4 separate regions of the Mus musculus genome follow, and regions 2, 3 and 4 are each linked to region 1. Evidence: chromatin contacts called from public HiChIP or PLAC-seq and Micro-C data. All regions are on one chromosome and are shown on one strand. The core of a region is the stretch at or near the end of the contact, and the rest is flanking DNA. Distances in the headings are between cores, read along the strand shown. Region 1 holds the start of Olfm1 (olfactomedin 1). Region 2 holds the start of Col5a1 (collagen, type V, alpha 1). Region 3 has its middle 15 kb from the start of Ralgds. Region 4 holds the start of Gtf3c5 (general transcription factor IIIC, polypeptide 5).

The links. HiChIP or PLAC-seq counts read pairs in DNA pulled down with a chosen protein or histone mark. A called contact is a pair of places that touch in the nucleus more often than the background predicts.
Region 2: an H3K4me3 HiChIP or PLAC-seq map of embryonic forebrain shows a contact between it and region 1, with 4 times the contacts expected there. The contact joins the promoter of Col5a1 here to the promoter of Olfm1 in region 1. A contact is called at or near these places in 19 of 39 promoter capture datasets (the 3T3-L1 cell line, the C10 cell line, the HPC-7 cell line and 11 more), 1 of 484 Hi-C or Micro-C datasets (embryonic stem cells), 10 of 115 datasets of contacts at active chromatin or transcription factors (craniofacial prominence, embryonic forebrain, embryonic midbrain and 4 more) and 2 of 9 other capture datasets (embryonic stem cells and liver).
Region 3: a contact with region 1 is called in a Micro-C map of embryonic stem cells, with 6 times the contacts expected there. The contact joins the enhancer-like site here to the promoter of Olfm1 in region 1. A contact is called at or near these places in 7 of 39 promoter capture datasets (the 3T3-L1 cell line, the HPC-7 cell line, embryonic stem cells and 3 more), 7 of 484 Hi-C or Micro-C datasets (the HPC-7 cell line, bone marrow-derived macrophages, embryonic stem cells and 1 more), 4 of 115 datasets of contacts at active chromatin or transcription factors (bone marrow-derived macrophages, embryonic stem cells and epiblast stem cells) and 2 of 9 other capture datasets (embryonic trunk and macrophages).
Region 4: a contact with region 1 is called in a CTCF HiChIP or PLAC-seq map of embryonic stem cells, with 8 times the contacts expected there. The contact joins the promoter of Gtf3c5 here to the promoter of Olfm1 in region 1. A contact is called at or near these places in 8 of 39 promoter capture datasets (the 3T3-L1 cell line, embryonic stem cells, frontonasal cranial neural crest and 4 more), 1 of 15 datasets of contacts at CTCF or cohesin (embryonic stem cells), 2 of 484 Hi-C or Micro-C datasets (both in embryonic stem cells) and 1 of 9 other capture datasets (adipose tissue).

Annotation. Positions count from the first base shown.
Region 1 is chr2:28,202,371-28,207,585 of GRCm38.p6, reverse strand. It overlaps Olfm1 (olfactomedin 1), which reads right to left and starts at 1,897. Exons shown (of 6, transcript NM_019498.2): 1 at 1,487-1,897. The coding sequence starts at 1,636.
Region 2 is chr2:27,884,523-27,889,472 of GRCm38.p6, reverse strand. Col5a1 (collagen, type V, alpha 1) reads right to left here and starts at 3,048. Exons shown (of 66, transcript NM_015734.2): 1 at 2,549-3,048. The coding sequence starts at 2,657.
Region 3 is chr2:28,515,908-28,521,192 of GRCm38.p6, reverse strand. It overlaps a transcript of Ralgds not described here. Among named protein-coding and RNA genes, the nearest start is that of Ralgds, 15 kb to the left of the region's middle. Within about 2 kb of position 3,757, at least 225 of the 459 cell types and tissues checked have an H3K27ac peak or open chromatin away from gene starts, as enhancers often do. A contact at or near this core is called in bone marrow-derived macrophages, embryonic stem cells, epiblast stem cells and 4 more, where this site is marked.
Region 4 is chr2:28,581,992-28,586,937 of GRCm38.p6, reverse strand. Gtf3c5 (general transcription factor IIIC, polypeptide 5) reads left to right here and starts at 3,659. Exons shown (of 12, transcript NM_148928.3): 1 at 3,659-4,113. The coding sequence starts at 3,961.

The DNA.
Region 1 (5,215 bases), core at 648-3,147:
TCACCCTTAACCTCAATCCTGAGGGTTTGCCCAAAGACCACCAAGGACCCAGAACTGAGTGGCTGGATTCACCTTGCAGGCCTTCTATACCACCCATGACCCTGACCTTCAGATACACAGCAGGGGCAGAAGCCACCAAGGCTCCTGCATACACACCACCATGACCCCTGCCCTCCAGCCACTGCAGCCTACCCAGTCTCCAAGCCCTTCCCTGGCATCCTGCACTTCCCTGCTATTTTTAGATAAGGATGGGAAGAAGGCAGAGAAGCAGGTAGTGCTATACTTCATTTCATTCATCCAGCTTAGGACACAAGCATCCAAAATCCTTATCAGGGAAACTCATGGTGATATTTTTGTTTGGCTTTTTTTTTTTTTTTTTTTTTTTTGAGACAGAGTCTCATTACGCAGCTCTGAATGTCAGGGAACTCACTCTGTAGACCAGGCTGGCCTCAAACTCACAGAGACCCACCTGCCTCTGGGATTTAAGGAGTGGGACACCACTCCCAGTACCAGGGCACTAGGAAAACTCTTTTTAAAACAACAGGAGAGGCAGACCCTACAAGAGTGATAGATGGTGGTGGTGGTGGTGGTGGGTCACACCACCCAGCTCTTGGGATCAAACTGGAGGAGAATGGTCCCTCACCTGTCCTTTCCACTGAGAAGGTTATGCCAGGGTCCCTTTCCAGTGGCCCCTGACTTAAGGGTGGTCTCTGCTCAGCCTGCTCCATCTATCATGGAAGTCAGCCTTATCCAGACCCTCCACCCAACCCCCAGCCATAGCTCCCCATCCGCAGGCTGCCGATGACATGGAGATTCGATTTCCGTGTCAGAGGCCAGTAGAGAGGGGTGGGTGAAGACAGATCGGCAGCTGGGTCCCGCCCAGCTCCTCTCAACCTCCTCCAGAGTGCACGCTGAGATCTTCCAACCGAGATGAGACCGGAAGGGTCCCTTGGGATTTGGGGGGCTCAGGTGAGATCACAAGCTCTGGTCTTTTGCCTTGGGCCCCACTCTGCACTGGTCCAGTCCGTCTTTTACAAAGTAGGGCGAGCTGAGTCCTGGCTGGACCTAGCCCACAAAGGGTTTTAAGCAGCACCTCCACCCCTTACTTGCTGAGTGACCTTGGCTAAGTCCCCAAGTCCCTAGCTTCAGTTTCCTAAGCTTTGCAAAGAAAGATTTTCTAATATTAGTGAACGAGGACTCTGGACTTTGAACCCCTCCCACCATCACCAAAGCAGGTGTCCTCAAGCCCCTCCGGGGGACTGGGAGCAAAAAGCATCGCCCCGAAACGCCAGAGTGCGAGTGGCGGCCGCAGCTGAAGGCACTGCTTGGCTGCAGGGCAGAGGGTGGGCTCGTGACCCCGGCCCTTGTAACCCTCCCTCCCAGGGTGACCCCATCCTGTGCCGCACCGCCGGGCCAGCCCGGGGCTCGACCCGAGAGGAGGCAGGAGGGAGGAGGGGCCGCGAGGGCTCAAGGCGGGCGCACTTACGCCGGTGCTGCGGTCCAGCGTCCCGCCGCTGGCGGCCGAAAGCCGGGTGGTATTGAGGCCCACCAGCGAGGGCAGCGTCTGGGACATCCAGTTGGTGATCATGGCCATGGTGCTTAGCACGACCCCGATCTTCAGCAGCGGCACCGACATCGCGCCTCGAGTGGCCTCCTGCGCCCGCGCCGCGCCGGCGCCGGCTCCCGCGCCCCGGGCAGCCTCAGGCGGCGGGCACCACGGCGGGCAGGGGCGCCCGGCCGCGTCCCCGCGCCCCCTCTGCCCGCCGCCGCCCGCCGGTCTCTGCCTCCCTGTGCGCACTGGCCATCGCCGCGCCGCCCCGGCGCCGGGAGGTGACCAGGCGGCCCTGCCCGGCGCGCGCTGCCTGCCCGCGCTGCCCGCCGCTGCAGCGTCCCCGCGCGCTCCGCTCTCGAGAAGGGCCACCGGGTTCTGAGCGCGGCGCGGGCTGTGCGCGGGGGCCGCGGCCGGGGGGCGGGGACAAGGCCGGGCGGCGGCCGACGCAATCTGCCCAGGAAATGGGTGGATTTTTCCTCCGAGCTCCGGCTCCGCGACGCCCCCTGGCTGCAGGCAGCGAGGTCTGCAAACCGGTCGGCCGAAGAGTTAGGGTCACCCAGGAGGACGGATAAAACGCCGCCACAAATCGTAAAAAAAAAATATAAAACCTCAAGAATCTCGCATGGCACCCATCCACAGAACACCCCCTCGCCCAGCTCTCTCGGTCACCCTCACGGTTTTGTCTCGCCCAGGCCCGGCCTGCTTGTGGTCAAGGGTCTCCTCCCCTGCTGCTGGGCTTGCCTTCCCTGGTGGACTAAGTCCAGTCAGTTTGGGGTGTCTCCTGAGCCCCAGCAGGAAAGAGTAGCTTGGGTGGAGTCTCCAGTGTCAGCGCAGGAGTAAAGAGGTAGCTACAAAGTGAGAGACACTGCTGGGAACCTTGGACAACTACCTCAGAAGGAGGGGACAGTTGGAAGTCCTAGCGGGGGAACACCCTGGGCTTGTGGGAGCAGGTTTAAACAGAGAGGGACTGGAGGGGGGCGGTATGCCTGCTGTGCACAGTAGAGGATGAAGGAGAGAGAGTGTGCCAACCTACCGTCAGGAGCTGCTGGAAGCATAGGGCTCAGGAGGAACTAGAGGGGCCACACCCATGATTGTGGGGTATGGTACATGCACGGGGGGCGGGGAGGGGCGGGGTTAGAGTATCTGGCGTCTATGCTGTAGGCTTAGATGGACAGGGGTCCCTCGCAGGGACCCAGATCAGGGCCAGGCAAGCTTCAGCAGTATCTGTGCCAAGACTTGTAAGTCTCAGCAAAACAGAACAGCCGGCAAACACAACTTCATAGTGCTTTTGACTTTGAAGCAAGCCCTCTAAGCTGAGGAAAGCCAGTTTCTGCAGGCATTCCTCCAAGTTGTTCCAGTCCCGGGCAGGGAAAGCCAGCCTATTCGCAGCCCCCTACCCCTGCGCTCTTTCCCACCTGGTCAATTATAGACCAGGAAGAGATGTCAGAACAAAGGCAGGCCTCCTGGGGTCTGCCAAGAGGGATATGACATCTTCCGGGGGCTTGTCTCTCTGTGTTCAGTCCTCATTTGCAGAGAAAACGTCAACAGCCAAGATGACCCTGGCCCGAGTGCTGGGCGTGAGCCCTGCTGGCTCAAGAAGTCAATTGGAGTTGTTTCTCTGGTTAATGCATGGCATTCATTGGTGCCTCCAGTTTGGGTCAGATGCCAGCGAATTACAACTGTTAGGGAAGGGCGCCATCTCTCCGTGAAATCTGGTACTGCAGTCCAGTCACACCCAGTGGTCCTGCTGGATGCAGCAGCCGGAGATGCAAGGCTCTCTGCCCTACATCCTCTGCCAGGCATTTTCTGAACAGAATCAGGGCCGTGGCTGTGTCTACTCACTTGCTTCCTACTACACAAAGGTAAGGAGCGCTTAATGTTTATCAACAATTTCAAATCCAGCCCAGTACAGTCCTCAAAGTTCTCAAGGCGTCTCAGGAGTCATACCTTTTATTGAATTCCTACTTAGTGCAAGATACACAGTGCAACATGCTCTAAGCTCTGTGTCAGATGCAGCATAGAGACCATAACTGTCTTTGTTAGGCACACTCCATGGCCAAGCACCATTAAACCTTTCCTGCTCTCTAATGGGCAGAAGTCCCTCCCAGAGGTCAAGTGACCTTGGGGTCAAGGGGAGCTCTGCTATGAACTTGTATGAGACAGTGACCTAGCTAATGAGCTTTATTGAGACTCAGCTCTCTCATTTTTAAAATGGGCTTGACGATAGTAGCTTTCTCCTGTGATGTGTTAAGAGCGTAGGAATAAGACTGGCCTGCTCTGGTGACAGTCATTGTCACCTTTTCAAATGATAAATATGGGTTCAGCCAGCAACCTGTGCAAGGCAGGCTGCGGAGCTGGGCTTTGATATAAGGTGTGATGACCCTGAGCCCTCTGACACACCTCTGGAGCTGCTGTCAGTCAAATATCACAAGCAATGCAAGTATTTCCTCATAAGGAGAGAGGTGGGGATTTATAACCATATAGATATAGCCATATATCCATATAACTATAGTGGTTTCAAAGAGTTCCTGACTCTGTGTTAGGTGAGTGATTTCCACAGGATCCACAATTGCTGCCCTGAATTGGAGGAGTTTAACTTAGCTGGGCTTTTGAAAGGAAATGGAATTCAGAGTTTGAAACAGTGAAGCTTTGGTCTGGTCAAGTAGTCCCAGGAACAAGTAGGTAGCCTTTCGTACCACTGGCCAGGAACTGTCTCCCACCCTCACCTCAACAGGTCACTGTGGAATGACAAAGATTTGACCTCCAGCTCATACTTCTTCTAAGCCTATGTAGGGAGCCAGAGGTTCAAGGCTTCCCTAAGAAATGGATTAGAAGCACTCAACGTAGTTGATCAACTCACATAGAATGCCTCAGAGTGGAACTGGCTGTTGAGAACCAAGCTGACATCGAAGGGCAATCAGTAGGCCAGGTGGAAGGAAATTCTAACCCTACCCACACTGATGCTTGTCGAAACTGGTCACCTCAGAATGTGTCTAAATTGACAGAGAACTGAAGAAACACACATCTGATCATTTCCTAATGCGATTGGAACAGAGGTGTACAGTGAATACAGAATTGCCCTTTCAGCTCTAGCTCAAGTTTTTCCACCCCACCCCCACCCCCGAAGCCTGTACACCTGCAGCCACACCTGAGCCTCTAACTTGAATCCAGGTCTCTCGACTTGCACCTGCATTTGTGTCTTTCCACATGTACCTGAACCTCTCCACTTGCATCCATACCTGAGCCCCTCTCATGTAAATTGAGCCTCTTGACTTATACCTGAGTCCTCCTGCTCCACCTGCTCCTGTGTGTCTCCACCTTTATCAACACCTGAGTCTCCCTTACCTGAATTTGAACCTCTCCACCTGCATCTGAGCCTCTCCATCTGCATCTGAGCCTCTCCACCTGCACCTGAGCCTCTCCACCTGCACCTGAGCCTCTCCACCTGCACCTGAGCCTCTCCATCTGCACCTGAGCCTCTCCACCTGCACCTGAGCCTCTCCACCTGCACCTGAGCCTCTCCACCTGCACCTGAGCCTCTCCACCTGCACCTGAGCCTCTCCACCTGCACCTGAGCCTCTCCACCTGCACCTGAACCTCTTCACCTGTATTCCAATCTCTCCAACTGTACCCTAGCCTCTCTCACCTGTACCAAGTTGCTCT
Region 2 (4,950 bases), core at 1,799-4,298, 320 kb after region 1:
GAGCAGGCAGCGGGCATCAGCTGCCCTCGGCTAAGGGTGTGACTATGAGGAGCATCCAGAAATATCTACAGGGTGGGGTAGAGGGGCAGTCTCTGGCCAGCACCGCAGGGCCAGCCCCCAAGACAGCATCATCAGAGAAGAGGCTGTGAGCTAGCCCCCAGAGGGGACTCATCTACCACACAGCTGGTGAGGGCACACAGCTCCAACCCTGCAGCCAGAGTAATACACCCTGACAGACACAGGGGGCTTCTACAGACTGGACTTTGTGGGAAAAGTGAAGGAGAGATAAGGGGAAGAGAGGGGAGGAAGGAGAGGGGAGAGAGGAGAGAAGAGGAGGGAGAGAGGAGGGGGGAGGGAGGAGAGGGGAGAGAGGAGGGAAGGCCCAAGGATGTCCCTGTAGCCAACTCATTGAGTCACAGGAAATTTAACCATTCAGTATCTGTCAAGTCTTACAAAACTTGGCTGGCTTTCCCCGCAAATTATTGCAAAAAAAGCAGTCACATGACCCAAGCCCACCAATAGCACATGGAAGAGATGACCTCAATTTCCAAATATTGGGGTCACATTTCATTTCTCATTCCTCCCCCCCTTAAGGCTTTTAGCAGCTCCCAGAGCAATCGGACTTCTCACTCCTTCACACACTTGGCCAAGAGAGAGACAGAGGATCTGTGCTCACAGAAACCTCGGAAAACATCTGGCAGGTCCGAGAGGGAGAGCAGAGCAGGGTCTGTTTGCACTTTCTCCTGACCTGTCAGCATCAAACGTGCACTGCTGCCCCTCTGGCCATGCACTGAGGGTGACTTCAAAGTGGGTCGCACCACAGGAGCAGAGGGGAAAGCTTCCCGAAGCCCACCCAGAAAAGCAGTTTCTTTATGTGCTTCTAAAAGTCAACTCTGTCCAAAGCAAAACAGCTAACAGCACAGCCAGGACCCAGGCAGCCCCTTCCAAATGGCCGCACCCTCAACAGCACAGGGAAGTGGGGCAGAGCATAGTAATAGAGTGACGAAGAGAGGTAGGTGGCCACAGGACAGGGCAGGGCTGGGACAAGGTACAGGGTGGACAGGGTGAACCCGGAACACCCAACCTATGCTAGTGGTAACCCCAGCTTCCCAGGCGAGAGGTCCACTGAAGGCTTCCCTCCTGGGGTTCTGGGGCGCACAGGGGAACATTGTGGGGGTATAGGGAAAAGAGAGGCTGACCTCTCTTGTCTCTCCTCCACACTTTCCTGAGGGCCTTCAGCATTCCCTACTGCTAGCTTAACCCTGGGAACTCCGGGGCAGTTGGTCCAAGTTCCACAAGAGTGAGCATCGTCAGCCCATGCTCTCCCTCGGTCCCCGCAGGCCCTGGCCCCTCCCATTTCCACTCTTGCTCATCCTGTGGCCACTGGACACTAATGGTGCCAGAAAGCAGGAGAAGAATATTGTAATTGGCCATGGGGGGTGGAAATGGATTCTCCTGCTAGTCCTAGTAACACCAGCTAAGCTAAGGAGAGCCCTGTCACTGCGCAAGGGCTGACCACTCCACCCGCTGTTCGGCTGCCTGAACTCTTTCTAACTGCCTTCGCCTCCCTGTATCAGCACATGCCTGGTGCCTTCCCACCCTGGGCTATGGTGTTTAAGGGCTCTGGGGAGGTTTATCCCACAACTAACTAACAAGAGTGATGCTGAAAATAATATGCCTGCCCAGACCTGAGCCTGAAAGCGCTGAAATACAGACAGGGACAATCCCAGTACCTCCCTGATTCTGCCCATTGGATCAGGGCTCCTTCAGAGAACCCAACCTGGCAGGAGTCTCACATCTGCAGATCATCTGAGAAGCTCCCAGCCCAGACTCCAAGGCCCTCTCCAGGCTTCCCGTTCATCCCATCTTTGGGCAGAAAGCCCAAGAAAACTACCTCTAAGGGGTTTGGAGGTTTGACGGCTAGGAGTAGGGCTGGCCTACCTCACAGGGCTCCCCAGTGCCCCTGAAGACTTGTCAGGGACTACAGGGAACTCTGTCCCCTGGGAATTGCAGAAACTTAGCTCAGACAAGCAAGAGGGTGTGTACAGAGGGAAGTCCATAGCTGGGGTTTCAAACTTCTGGGATCCCCCTCCACCCCTAGGCGTCCCTGAGGAACTGAATGGCCTTGACTCTAGGGGGCGGCCCTTTCCAGCTTTCAGAAGGAAAGTTTCTGCTTAAGGGCTGCGTGGGATGCAGCGGGTCGCCTGTGATGTGGGACAGAAAATGCGAGGTTTGGGGACAAAAGTGTGAGCACCTCTGCTGGGATCTAACACGAGGCAGATTCTTCCTTGACTCGACCAACAGCCCCACCCAGCAGGCCCGTTTGAGGAGGGGGCGGTACGCCGCGGGGATGGAGTTGGCCCGGCTCCCTCTCCTGGGCCCCCAACGAATGGTATTCGTTGTCTTGCCCGGTGCATTCCACAGGCCAAGGAGGAAAGTTCTGCAGGCTCGGAGGAGGCCGGCGGCGAAGGAGCCCGAGATGACAGCGGCGCGGAGGTTCTGCGCACCTCTTACAGTCCCCGAGGTCCGGTCCCCAGAGCACTCTTACCTGCGCGGCTCGAAGGCGGCGCCCACAGCAGCAGCAGGAACAGGAGTAGCGGCGAAGACAGCAGCAGGGCGCCTGGGCGCGCAGCTTTCCAGCGGGTGTGTACGTCCATGCCGGCGGGGTGCGCGGGCCGGGGAGCGGGAGACGCACACGATGCACGGGGACCAGAGACACGTCCCGGGTGGCGGACGCTAGGGGAGCACGACAACTTCAGGGAGTCATAGGAAGCTCGGCACCCGCCCGATCTCCCCCGCGGCGGTGGCTGTTCTGGAAGAGGCAGCGGGCGCGCTCGCCCACGGCGCAGGGATCGACTGTGGCCCGGGACGGCCGGGACCCCCTCGCTGGCTGCTCGCGCACTCCCTGTCCTCCTCCTTCTAGTCTCGTGGCCTCCTCACCGCTGCTGCCCCGCGACCCGCTCCCCGTGGGCGCTCCGCTGGAGTGAGGTCCTGCGCCAGCCGCGGGGACCAGGAGTGCGGACCTCGCCTTCGGCGCTGAGCACTTTTCCCCCCTTTCCCTCCCTCCCTCGCTGCTGGCAGACAACGCGGAGGCTGTGGATTCCCCCACCCCCCACCGCCCCCAACGCCCGCAGCAAATCAGAGCCCGGCGCCCCGCTCAGCAAGGCCGGTCCCCGCCTCCCACTGGGCGCCGAGGGCGAGGGGGTGGGGATAGCGGGCGAGTCGCGGCGAGGAAGGGGCTGGCCCGGGGCGGGAGCGGACGTGGGACGGGGCCGGCGCCCCCGTTCTTTCTCCCCGCTCTGGGCGGCGGCCTCCAAAACCTGATGGCCCACCCTGATCCTAGATTCTTCCCGCCTCAGGTACCCCGACCTGGCCAGACTCCAAGAACCAACGTTGAGGGACCCCCGAAGTTTGATCGCTGGAATTCAAAAGAGAGATTGCAGTACCACACAGAACTTTCTCTTTAAGGAGGAGTTCCGAGAGCTCCTCTTCTGGGCGGAGACTCAACTTGCAATTCAGCCAGAAGGGGCTCCCTAGACTATGACTGACAGGCCAATACAGCGCTGGGGACCTGCCTTCTACCTCTCCACAGACCAGACTGTCAAGGATGCCCAGAGGGGCCTTAAGTGAACAAGGAGTGACCAAGTTATTAATCAGGTGAAGGTCAGTCTCAGATCCCACCCCACCGCCTTACTGCTGTCCCTAGTGGCCCAACAACTCACAAGGAAAAGGAAGAGCCCCCTTCCAGAGCTGACAGCTGGAAAAGGAGAGGGGCTCCCAGCTCCCCATCTACAGCAGAGGGAGACAGGAGTTCTCCCAGACTTCTCCAGGCCTGGGAGGCCCTGCAAAAGCCTGACTCACTGCCCTGCCCTTCTCCAAGGGCTTCAGGGTTTGTTTAGAAAGAATCAGAGTGAATTAAGAAGGCTTTCAGACACAAAGCTATCGCTCCCTTTGAACACATTGCAGCCTGAAAGAATTTTGTAGTGATGGAGACCGGCCTGGGACATCTCTCTCCGGCTGCATCCTCAGGCTCCCTAGTTTCTCATTATTCTCCAAACAAGAGGAGAGTGGCAGTCAGGGTGCAGAGGCATTCATGGGATAGAGGCAGTCAGAGGGCAGAGGCAGTCAAGGGGCAAAGGCAGTCAGAGGGCAGAGGCAGTCAGGGGATAGAGGCAGTCAGGGGGCAAAGGCAGTCAGAGGAGTTGCTGGGATGGCCATGCTCTGGTTCTTGAATCTGAATGGGGGTGGCTAGTACTGACTTAATTCAAGCTTTGCTTAAGTGTGGAATGTACCTTATAGGGAACATCAGACAGTACACAGAATAGAGGAGGAAAGCTGGGGATGCAGCTCAGAGGCTGTGCACAAAGGTCCTAAATTCTATCCAGAGTACAGAGAGGGCAGAGGGAAACAAGCTTGAGTGGACATGCAGACAGACAGACAGACTCAGTCACAGTACAGTAAGAGTTAAAAGCCAGCTTGTACTTGTTATGGAATAATTATGTATGTGTGTAAGTTGTATAAATGATAAGATGTGTATGTGTGTGTGTATGAACACATGTGGGGGCATGTACATGCATATGTGTGTCTCTGTGTGTGTGCTGTGTATACTGTGTGCTTATGTGCCATTCCATTGGTGAGTTTCATGGGGATGAAAACCTCAGCCATCCGGAGGCTTTCACCAAGCTCACCTCCCCATCCCCAACCTGCATCAGGTCTACATATCAGGGGAGGTCTTTCTCCCATCCACAGACGGGGACGCTGCAAGTCAGGCGGGGTAAGGGGCTTACCCAGAGCACCAAATCAGCAATGCGCTGTGTCAGAGCCAAGATGAGTGCTGCAGCTGATCAGCAGGCACAGGGTTCTTCCCTCTTCGTGCTATAATACAGACTCAGAACATCTGCCTTCCAGCAGGTACACCCTAGGCATCCTGCTCAGGCTAAGCCAACCCAT
Region 3 (5,285 bases), core at 2,508-5,007, 310 kb before region 1:
TATCCCACAGCTAGGATGTGACAGCCCTCCCTGCCTCAGCTACTTGTCCCTTCACATATACACTGGCCCAGCCACCTGTAGGTCTGTTAGGTCTGGGGACACACATTATTGGACCACAGAAACAAGGGCCTGGATTTGCTCAAAAGTGGGCAAGGGTGTCCTGAGGCAGGGAGATGTCCCGAGCCACCCCAGCAGCATGCACACAGAGCACACACTGATCTGCACCCCACACAAGGCAGCAAACGATGCCGTCTTGAAGGCCCAGAGACCTGGGAAGAGGCCTGAAAGGCACAGCATTTTCCCCACACAACTACCCCACAAGGACAGACTGTGACCCGGTGGCTCCCTCCCTCAGTGCCTACATCTATAGCTTCTGTGCCCAGCACCTGTTCCTGGCAGGGCTGCCGGGAGCAGTGCAGGAAGCCAGGGCTCTGTGAAGGGATTTCCCAGCCCTGGTTGCTAGGAAGGAAATACTCTTAGAATCCCAAAGATGTTGAGAATACGAATCTCAGCCCCTTCCCAGGGGACACCACCTGCCCACATGCTCCCTCCAGCCTCTGGTTGTCACTCTGGCCACTCAGGGCTGCTCCAAGCCAGGTGAACCACCTTGCTTTTAAAATTAAAGTCCAATCTTGAGCATGGATGTTCAGTTCAGAGGCCTGAAACTGGCCCCGGGGAAGCAGTGGATGACGGCAAGGCCACGTCAGATGGCTCAGACAATAGACCCCACCTCCCGGGGTCTGCGTGGGAATATTTGTGGATTCAATTCAGAGCCTGCAAGTGTCCTTGCCTGTTGCCTGTTCTAAGAGCTGTCCCTTCTGGAGAATCCTGTGGCTATCTGCCTTCAGATACTCCCTGTACCTTTGGAAGGCCTGCTTGTGTGGTGTCAGGTGTCTGAGCACCCTCATATACACTTTAAGTCTTTAAGCCTGCAGGGGAGGTCATGAAGGCTTGGGGTTAAAGGGCTAAGTCAGGATTCTCATCTGCCTGGCTTCATCCTCCTCCCTTCTGACTTCCAGACAAGCCAGACCTGCTAGCACCTCCCCCTCCTTGTGACAATCAGGGCTGGGCCACAGTCAGGCAAGGGTGGATTCCTTTGCAATGGATTTCTTTCAGGTGGGGAGAACCCCAAGGACTCAAAATCATTTCTTCTCTGCCCTCCCAGTTTGAACTTTTGTTTTGTTTTATTTTGTTTTTTGAGACAGGGTTTCTCTGTGTAACCCTGGCTGTCCTGGAATTCACTCTGTAGACCAGGCTGGCCTTGAACTCAGAAATCTATCTGCCTCTGCCTCCCAAGTGCTGGGATTAAAGGCATGCGCCACCACTGCCGGGCCCAGTTTGAACTTTACTGGGCTATCTCACCTACCCCCAGTCTCTTGGGACATGTCACCTCTAGGGTCAGGATGGAATCCGGGAAGAGACAGAAGAGGAGGTAGGTTACACAGGCCCACCTCTCCTCATCTCCTTTGGCAATAAAGGGCCTTGGGCAGTGCTCAAGGGCAACGGCTCAGCCCTCTTCAGGGGAACAGACTCTGGGTTTCAACTCAGAGGAGGCGAGCAGGGAGAGGACTCAGTCCTCTCACCCAGCCCCGCAAGAGCAAGAAGCCTCAGCTCCTTAATTATGCACCCAGTCTAAGGGCAGGGCTACAAGGCCAGTCCAGGAGGTAGCCAGAGGCCACCTCTTGCTAGACTGTGTCCCTGAACAGCCTTCTTCCAGCACAGGGTTGGGCTCCACAAATGAACATAGCAGCACCTAAGGGGATCTATAGTTACCTATTCCCTTGCAGGGAGGCCAGGAGTGGGAATTTCCTTGGAGAAAGGGAAAGGGGAAGGAGAGAGAACACAGACAGGTTCTGAAGGATGGTAGCATGCACCTTTATCCCAGAACGTAGGAGGTAGGGGCAGGCAGATCTCTATGAGTTCAAGGCCAGCCTGATCTACATGGTGATATTGTTCTAAAAAATATACAAACAAACGAAAAAACACTGACTGGCTTAGCAATCATTTCAGGATATTTAATACTAAAACCTCAAGCCCAGTGTCCAGCTGCCCAGACTGTGTGCTGGAATCCAGTTACCTCAACCTCAAACCCTGGAATCTACCAGCGGAGGCAGGCAGACTCAGCCACGTGCAGGCCCTGGGCCCGATTTCCCACATCCCATGCAAGTCCCCAAACGTGACATAACTTACGGGGCAGTATTGATGTTTAAAGTGGTGAGCACACAGGGAAAGGGACAGATGAGCCAGAGATGGAGAAACAGGTCAAGAGGAATTATGCTGTGGTCAGCCGGCTAGTTAGTCTCAAAGTTGGTTTGAGACCACAGCCTTGTATTCCAGGAGCTCCAGGGGACTCTTGGTCTTTGCCACACCTGGGATGCTGCCGTGCCCCAGGACTAGGGAGTCCGGGGCTACAGGGTATTTGTGTTGTTAAAACATCGTGCCTGTCCCTCTGGAATGGCCGGCACCAGGCTACAATTGACTGTACAGCTGATTCTGAATCTTTCTGACATTCTACCACTGTCCAATTGTCACTCGGATATCTAGAAAATGGCATTGGTTGCTAAGGGACTGGCCTGATGGTAGGCAGCTGCAGCTTGGGGTAATAGGAAGAGGGAGTAGACTGGGGTTTCTCTCAGTAAGGATCCTGGGGCTGTGGGCTGCTAGGCCCTATATGGAGGTGTGGGTGGATCAACCACAGGAGGTAACCACTCAGAGCTAAGAGCCACACACAGGCGGTGGGAAAGCCCCTAGCCGGGAGTCTTCCTGCAGGTATTTTGGGGGACTATGGTTGCTAAGCAACTGTACTAGGTTGCCATGGGAACTCTCCCTTCTTCTGGGACTTGTCATTTTTATGGAGATGCCACATTCCTTCCCATCTCTACCTCCTCAGGCTGTCTCAGCTACCTGTAAGGGGCCCTGGAGGCTCCCCAAACCTACCTTTGCCTACAAGGAAGCCACCTATCCAAGAAAGTACTATGCCTCTAAGACTCAGTTTGGGGGTGTGTGTGTAGGGGATTCAGGTCTCACAGTGTACCTCAGGATGACCTTGAACTCATAATTCTCCTGCCTCAGCTGGGATTGCAGTCGTGCACCACCCCGTGACCCTCTAAGAGAGGATTCTCTTGAGGTTCAAGACCCAACACAGAAAGCAGAGTTGAGGCCCTCATTAGAGTCAGGGGGATGAAAAAAATCTGTCTAGCTTGGTTTGCATCTCCATTCCTGCTAACCACCAACTCAGGCTCTTCCTGCCTTGACAGGGCTCTGACCACTAGAAGCCCAGTATAACTGGAAGGCATTCTCCGCCCTAGCCCTGGTGCCTGGCCCCTCCCTGGCTTGTCTGTAAAGGAGTGTCACCTGGGGCTTGCCATTACCCAACCAGGGGTTGTCCCCATGCCCAGCCAACCAGTGTTGGCAGCAGGCCATGCTGGGTAGACATGCCTCCTCTGGGACAGGCTAAGGCTAAGGTCCCTGCCAGCCATGTGTTGTATAAGCAGCTCACCTTTCCCTAAAACTACTTCTTGTGGCCTGTGGTAATAGGTAGGGGAGCTGTCTGGAAACTGCAGTAGGCCAAGGCAACTTACTGGTGACGAGCCAGAGGGAGGCAAAGTCCAGGCCCCAAGGTGTGTGTGTTGGGGAGAGGGGGTGGGGGAGAAGCTGAGGTCTCCTCAGTGGTTACCAGCAACACCCTGCTGCTCGCCTGCTCTCATTCTGATTTCCTTCAGTGTGTGTCACCAAGGATGACTCCTGACCTGTTTACAGTTTGCTTTGTCTCCTGGCAACCAGATGAGCTTTTGTGGAAACTCGGGACAGGGCAGTGCAGTACTGAACTTCCACACCAGAGGTTACAGCGCCACCTGCTGGTGCTACCATTGGTGGCCTTCAAGCCTTCCTACACAGGTGAAATTCTGCCAGATCCTAAGGAACCTGGCCTTCCCTATAACCCTCCTCACAGGCTCAGCTGTGTCCTTCCAAAAGCCCTTGGGTCCTGCAGATCCAGGCAACACAAGGCTAGACTGGGATGGGGTCAGGTCAGGGCTCACTCTCTCACTCTCACACACTCTCTCTCTCTCTCTCTCTCTCTCTCTCTCTCACACACACACACACACACACACACACACACACACACACACACACACACACGATGTCCTTACAGTAATGGAGACAACCAGACACAGACACACAGAGACACAGACACACAGAGGCAGCTGTGTGGAGGCAGAGGACTACAGACACGTTTAGGGGGATTTAAAGCTAAGGACTACAGCCATGCCAGAAGCTGTGGTTCAGTGGTGTTGATGCCTTGCTTTTAGGCTTCTGTCCTCTAGAACCACGAGAGATTTCTGTTGCACAGGGTCATCCAGTATATGGCATTCTGCTAGAGCAGCCACAGGACACTAACACAACGTACCAGGCCTGTCACCTTTTTGTCACCGTCATGCCTACCTCGCTGACTCTTGTCTCGCTCCCTGTCAGCTTTCTGCACTGCTCTTCCTGCTTTCTCTCGTGTGGCTGACCTATGAGATGCACAAGCACATGGATGAATGGCTCTCCAGCTCTGCTACTTCACCAAGTTCAGACAACCGTAAAAGTCAGAAGCTGGGGAAATGGCTCAGAGGTTACAGGGCCAGGACCTCCACGACTCAGGCAAATGCCTGATGGCTGTGGCTATCCAGACAGATATAAATCTAGCCTCAAAGGATAGAGACGGAATCTCCAGAGCAAGCTGGCCAGCAAGCCCAGCCCTATTAGTTGAGACCCTGCCTCCCTCAATGATCACAGCACCTACCATATGCATGTGCCAACACATGCATCTACGCCCAGTGTGTTGGAGTTCCCAGCACTCGGAAGAGGATGTCTGTGAGTTCTGGGGTCTACACAGTGAGTTCCAGGATAGCTAGTGCTATGTAGAGACCCAGTCTCAAAACAAATGAACCAAAACTCATGCACAACATATATACACATATATGTATAACACACATACCTGAAAATGGAAGAGGAAAAAGTCAAGAGACAGCAGCAGGTGTGCAGATGGGGGGTGGGGTGGGGTGGGGTGACAGCAATGAAGGCAATAGCAGGTGAGGAAGAAGATGCTTCCTGCTGCTCATGGCCACCCTGGTGCCAGGACAACCAACCTCTGTGTTTCCATATCCCTGGCCCTTCGATCTCAGGAGGCTAAAGGCCATGTGAGTCACCCATCTCTGTCCTTTGTTTTCCTCTCAAGGCCTACCTGGTCTCCCATAAGCACAGTGGAGACTCATTCCAGCACCTACTTGACCGTGTGTGTG
Region 4 (4,946 bases), core at 2,410-4,909, 380 kb before region 1:
ATCGACTCTTCTTGCTGGCTGACCTCAGATTATAAAGCAAAGGATGACGTTGATCCTCTGACCTTCATCTTCATCTCCCAGTGTTGGGATTACAGATGTGCACCACCACACCTGGCTTACTTTTACATTGAATTTTTATTTATTAGATTTGCTATTTTATGTGTATGGGTGTTTCACCTGCTTGTGTGTCTGTGTGCCTTGTATGTGCCTGGAGCCCTTGGAAGTCAGAAGAGGGCACTGGATTCCTAAACCTGGTGCTGCACATGGTTGTGAGCCACTAGATGGATGATGGGAACTGAACCTGGGTCCTCTTCAAGAGCAGCAAGTACTCTTAGCTGAAGAACCACCTCTCCAGCCCCAATGTTTGTTTGTTTGTTTGGTAAGCAAGGAGTGTGAGAGCAGAGGTCTAACAGTTGGTTCTCTTCTTCCACTGAGTGGGTCTCCAGTGGAACTTTGATTGGCAAGACTTGCGTGGAAAGAAAGCCCTTGCCCATGGAGCCATCTTAGCCATCAAATAAGGCCTACCTTATTTTCTGAGACAGGGTCTTTCTGAGACTGTGTTTTGTATTCATGGCTGGTCAACAAAGCTGCTGAAATGACTTGTCTCTGCCCACGCCCAGTGCAAAGGTAACAGGTGAGTTTTGTTTTGTTTTTAACATGGATGCAGGGGGTCTGAACTCAGGACCTCATGTTTGTACTTCCCGAGGACTTTGCCCAGTGAGCCAGCTGATGGGATTTCCCACAGGATGGATTATGGCTCTGGAAGTCAAGAGGACTTCCATACCTTTGGTCCTGCACTTTCAGGTCACAACATCAGTAATTTGTCATGGACTTGGATGGGGCAAGTGTTCCTGGAAGCCATCCCTACAGAAAATGAGCATCAGTCATTTCTCTGCACACAGAAGTGACTGCAAGCCACACCCACACATCCTATTCTGTCTTACTGCATTCCCAGCTCACTCCCCCTCAGCCAAGCCCCCCATACTCCTCAGACTCCCAGCAAAGGGTGACCGAGGACAGCATGGCTGGAAAGGGACAGATGTACTAACCAAATGCAGTTTAAAACATGCTCCCACGTGAGCATAGTGATACAGAGCCTCCCAAGGCCTTCAGGAAGCCTATGTGTACTGAGGGGCTGTGCTGTTTACATTTCACTAGCTTTCCATATGTCTTGGCTAGGCAGCATTTTGGAAATATTTAACTAGGCAACATAAACTATATCTACGAACAAGCTCTGAAACCTGGTCTTGTTCATGGTTCCATTTTGCTTTGGAATGACAAGCTGACCGGGAAGGACAATGCCCAGTGACATGGTTTGTTCTTTTTGGAAGAGAAGCCTGTGAAAGACTCCATTGTCGGTCATTGTCATCCAATGATGAGACCCTGAACATGTGTATAAGTGGGCACAGATGGAGCAGATGGACAGCAAGAATACTGGCCCTGGGACTAGCATAAGCCTTTCAGGGGGCTCCTGAACTCAGGAGACCTCAGGCTTGAACTGGGGTTTCTTAGTGCAGCAACTTCTCCATCTTCCAGGATGTCATGACCACTTACCGCCAGCAGATGGAGGGCTTGCCCATGTGAATGTTCTGTCGCCATCTGATGGCCAAAAGGAAACATTACACTTCTCATCCAGTCCAAGGAGACTCAACGCCTAGCAAGGGAATATTAAAGAAAGCACCTACTATGTGCACTGTGGACTGACCTTGAGAATACAATGAGTTATACCGCATCTCTGTTGAAGCTCAGAAAAATATTTTCCAAAGATTTCCTTTTCACTAGTTGATAAAAGGCTAGTACTTTCCCCACTCCTGGTTCCTCCAAAGGCACACTGCCAACAATATTCAGCGTTCTGCAAAGCCCTGGATAGGAGTGTTATGCTGCTTGCCTGACGATGCTTTCCTGTGGATTTAGGCTCTGCTACACAGCCAGCATCCCCTTTCCATTGCCTTGGGTCATCTCAGGGGCTAGGACATCTGCCCTTCTCCAAGTCTATGTATCAGGAGCAGGACCTGAGATTTGCGAGCACATTTAGACAGCTAAGGCCCAGAACGTCCTTGGTCCTAGAGCAGTGGCTGAAGGGGTGTTGGTCACCAAACTAGTGCGCCCCAGTTCTGAGCCTTGTAAAATTCACCTTGTGTGCCAGGGCCTGTTGGAAAACTGAATCTGAAGAGGCTGGATGCAGAAAGATGGGTAAATGCCATGGGCTTGATTTTTCCTCAACGTTATCTTTTCTAGGTGTAATGGTAGGTGGGAGGGAGCCTAGAGATGGGACTCAACACCTTGAACAGTAAGCACCTCTTCCATCACTGAACAGCGTCTCAGCCTCCAATTCCTTTGCTAGTTGTTCTTGCTACTCAATGTGAGTTCTAGAAGGACAGGCTTTCTGATTCATCATCCACTCCCCACAGACCCAGGCATGCAGGAGACTGCATTTCCTAAATGCTAAATGTGTGGACACTGCTTTCATTAGCTGCCTGATCCTTTTGGCTCTTCTCAGCTTCCAGTCTGAAGGGTCTGATTAGATAGGTAAGTTTTTGTTTGTGAGGGTCTGTGCGCCAGATCTGGCTTGGATCCCAGGCAGGACCAAGTCTCTTTCTCTCAGAAGCTTGGCCTGAGGACCTCAGGTTGGTCCTTGTCTTTGTCTCCCCTCCTGCCCTTCTCCGTGGTTCCTGTTCACATACGGACATGCCTCTCTAGAATGAGATTGATTCAGTGTTCTGTGGCCACGTGTCGATCTAGGCCTGGATTGAATGAGTCATGAAAGTGTCGCCTCATTCATTCACTGGCTCACAACATCTTTAGTGAATGTATACTCTGTGTCTACCCCCGTGTTCAGGTCTGAGAGGTCCGCAGCAAAGCAATACTTACCTTTAGGAAGCTGCCAACACAGTAAAGCAAGGCCAGCATTAAGCAAATAAGGCTGTGCTCCCCGATGTGTGCGTCTGAGTGCCGAGTGCACCAAGGAAATCAGCAGACTAGGTTTAGGTTATCATGGTGGATCCCCAGGGGAGATAAAGCCTATACATAAACCTAAGTGATGAAGAGAAGCTGACAGCTAGGTGGTGGGGGGAAAGAGGGGTGAGGGTCCCGCTGAGAACAGGAACAACGTGAGATCGCTTTCTAAGATCATGTTTATATCATAAGGAGAAGAGATGACAGCTGAATATTGAGAGTGTTGCTACATTGGATGAGGGGTTTACCGAGGCTCCATGTAGCTTAGAAGCAGCTTTGTAGGTTCAGGAACCGAACTTCTTCTCATTCAGAGGTAGAAGCACCGAGTTCAGCAGACTTACCTATCTAATCAGACCCTCACAGAACCAACAGGTGAGTAGCCTATGTTGCAAATTTTGCTAAGCATGCTGTGCGTACATCCTAATATGGGATGCGATGTGCATCTAATATTTTACTGTCATCTCTGCAAGATGACAACAAAGGCTTTGAAGCTTGTGTATTAAACTCACAGAGGTGTGATGATAAGAAGTTATCAATTTGTTAATTTACAGTTGCACTCAGCCCTAAATACATGCACACAGGAGCAAGGCTAAGAGGACTCAGTGGACTGCTTTTTCTTTGACAGCCGAAAACCAGCTCAGGGATGAGAGGCGGGCCAGAGGACGCCTGGGGCACGTCTTCAAGCTCTCATTGGACGGGATATCCGGAAAAACCCGGTCGAATCCTGGCTTGTCTTGGTTGGGTCGGCTGGTGGGATACGCCCTCGTCTCGCCCCTTTGTCCAACCCTCTTCATTTTAAATTAAAAAGCCCCCAGTTCTGTGTGGTGTAGCAAAATAAACAGTTGCGGCGACGCACTTCTTCCTGGAGGCCTTCGAGTCTCCATGATTTAAGGAGACGAGAAAGGTAAGGAGGACCGGAACAATTCCTTCGCGGAACCTTTGAGGTGAGGCCTCGCGGAGCCATTTGAGAACGGACCGCGGCGGGCTGGAACCAGACTAGTAGGCATGGCGGCGGCGGAGCCGGATGCGGACCCGAAGGCCGCCATCCCTGTGGACCTGCGGCGGGAACGGCGCTTGGTGTGCGTGGAGTACCCGGGCGTAGTACGTAACGAGGCCAAGATGCTACAGACCCTGGGCGGCGAGGAAAGCGTCTCTCGAGTAAGGAGCTGGGAAACTCCGGGACCGCGGGAAAGGAATCGTGTCTACTGAATGGGCGGGACCACCGGGCGGGAGAGCGGTTTCCGTGGCAACGGAGAGTTTAGGCAAGCTCTAGGACCTGTTGTGAACTAGGCGGTATTTTCTTTCTGTCCCCAAATGTGAGTAGCATGCTTGGCATCTATCCCAGGACAGTGAGCTGCTCTGACCTTATTGCTCTCGGCAGAAAACCGAGGCACGGGAGGAAAGAGAACTTTTCCACCACCTGTAGTTGAAACTAAAAGTGACACAATTCGCCGGCGTTGTATTATGTGGTTAGCACGTACAAAGTGCTCTCCCGCCCCCCCTTGGTTTTTTCGAGACAGGGTTTCTCTGTGTAGCCCAGGCTGACCTCGAACTCAGAAATCCGCCTGCCTCTGCTTCCCAAGTGCTGGGATTAAAGGCGTGTGCCACCACTGCCCGGCTTTTTTTTTTTTTTTTTCCTGAGACAGGGTTTCTCTTACAGCCCTGGCTGTACTGGAACTCTGTAGACCAGGCTGGCCTCGAACTAGAAATCCGCCTGCCTCTGCCTCCCGAGTGCTGGGATTAAAGGCGTGCGCCACCACGGGCCGGCATTTTTTAATTTTTATTTATTTATTTTTTAACATGCCACAGTCCTTTCAATCCCCAGGGCCGGAACTGACAACATCTGCATTTTACAAGTAAACAGGCCACATAACCACACAACAAGTAGTGGACCTAAAGTGATGCTCTGTGGAATCTTGGAATTGTTTCTTTAGAAATGATTTCCCTGAACATCTTAGCATAAGCAGATTCTGGCTCCTTCCGTTGATAAT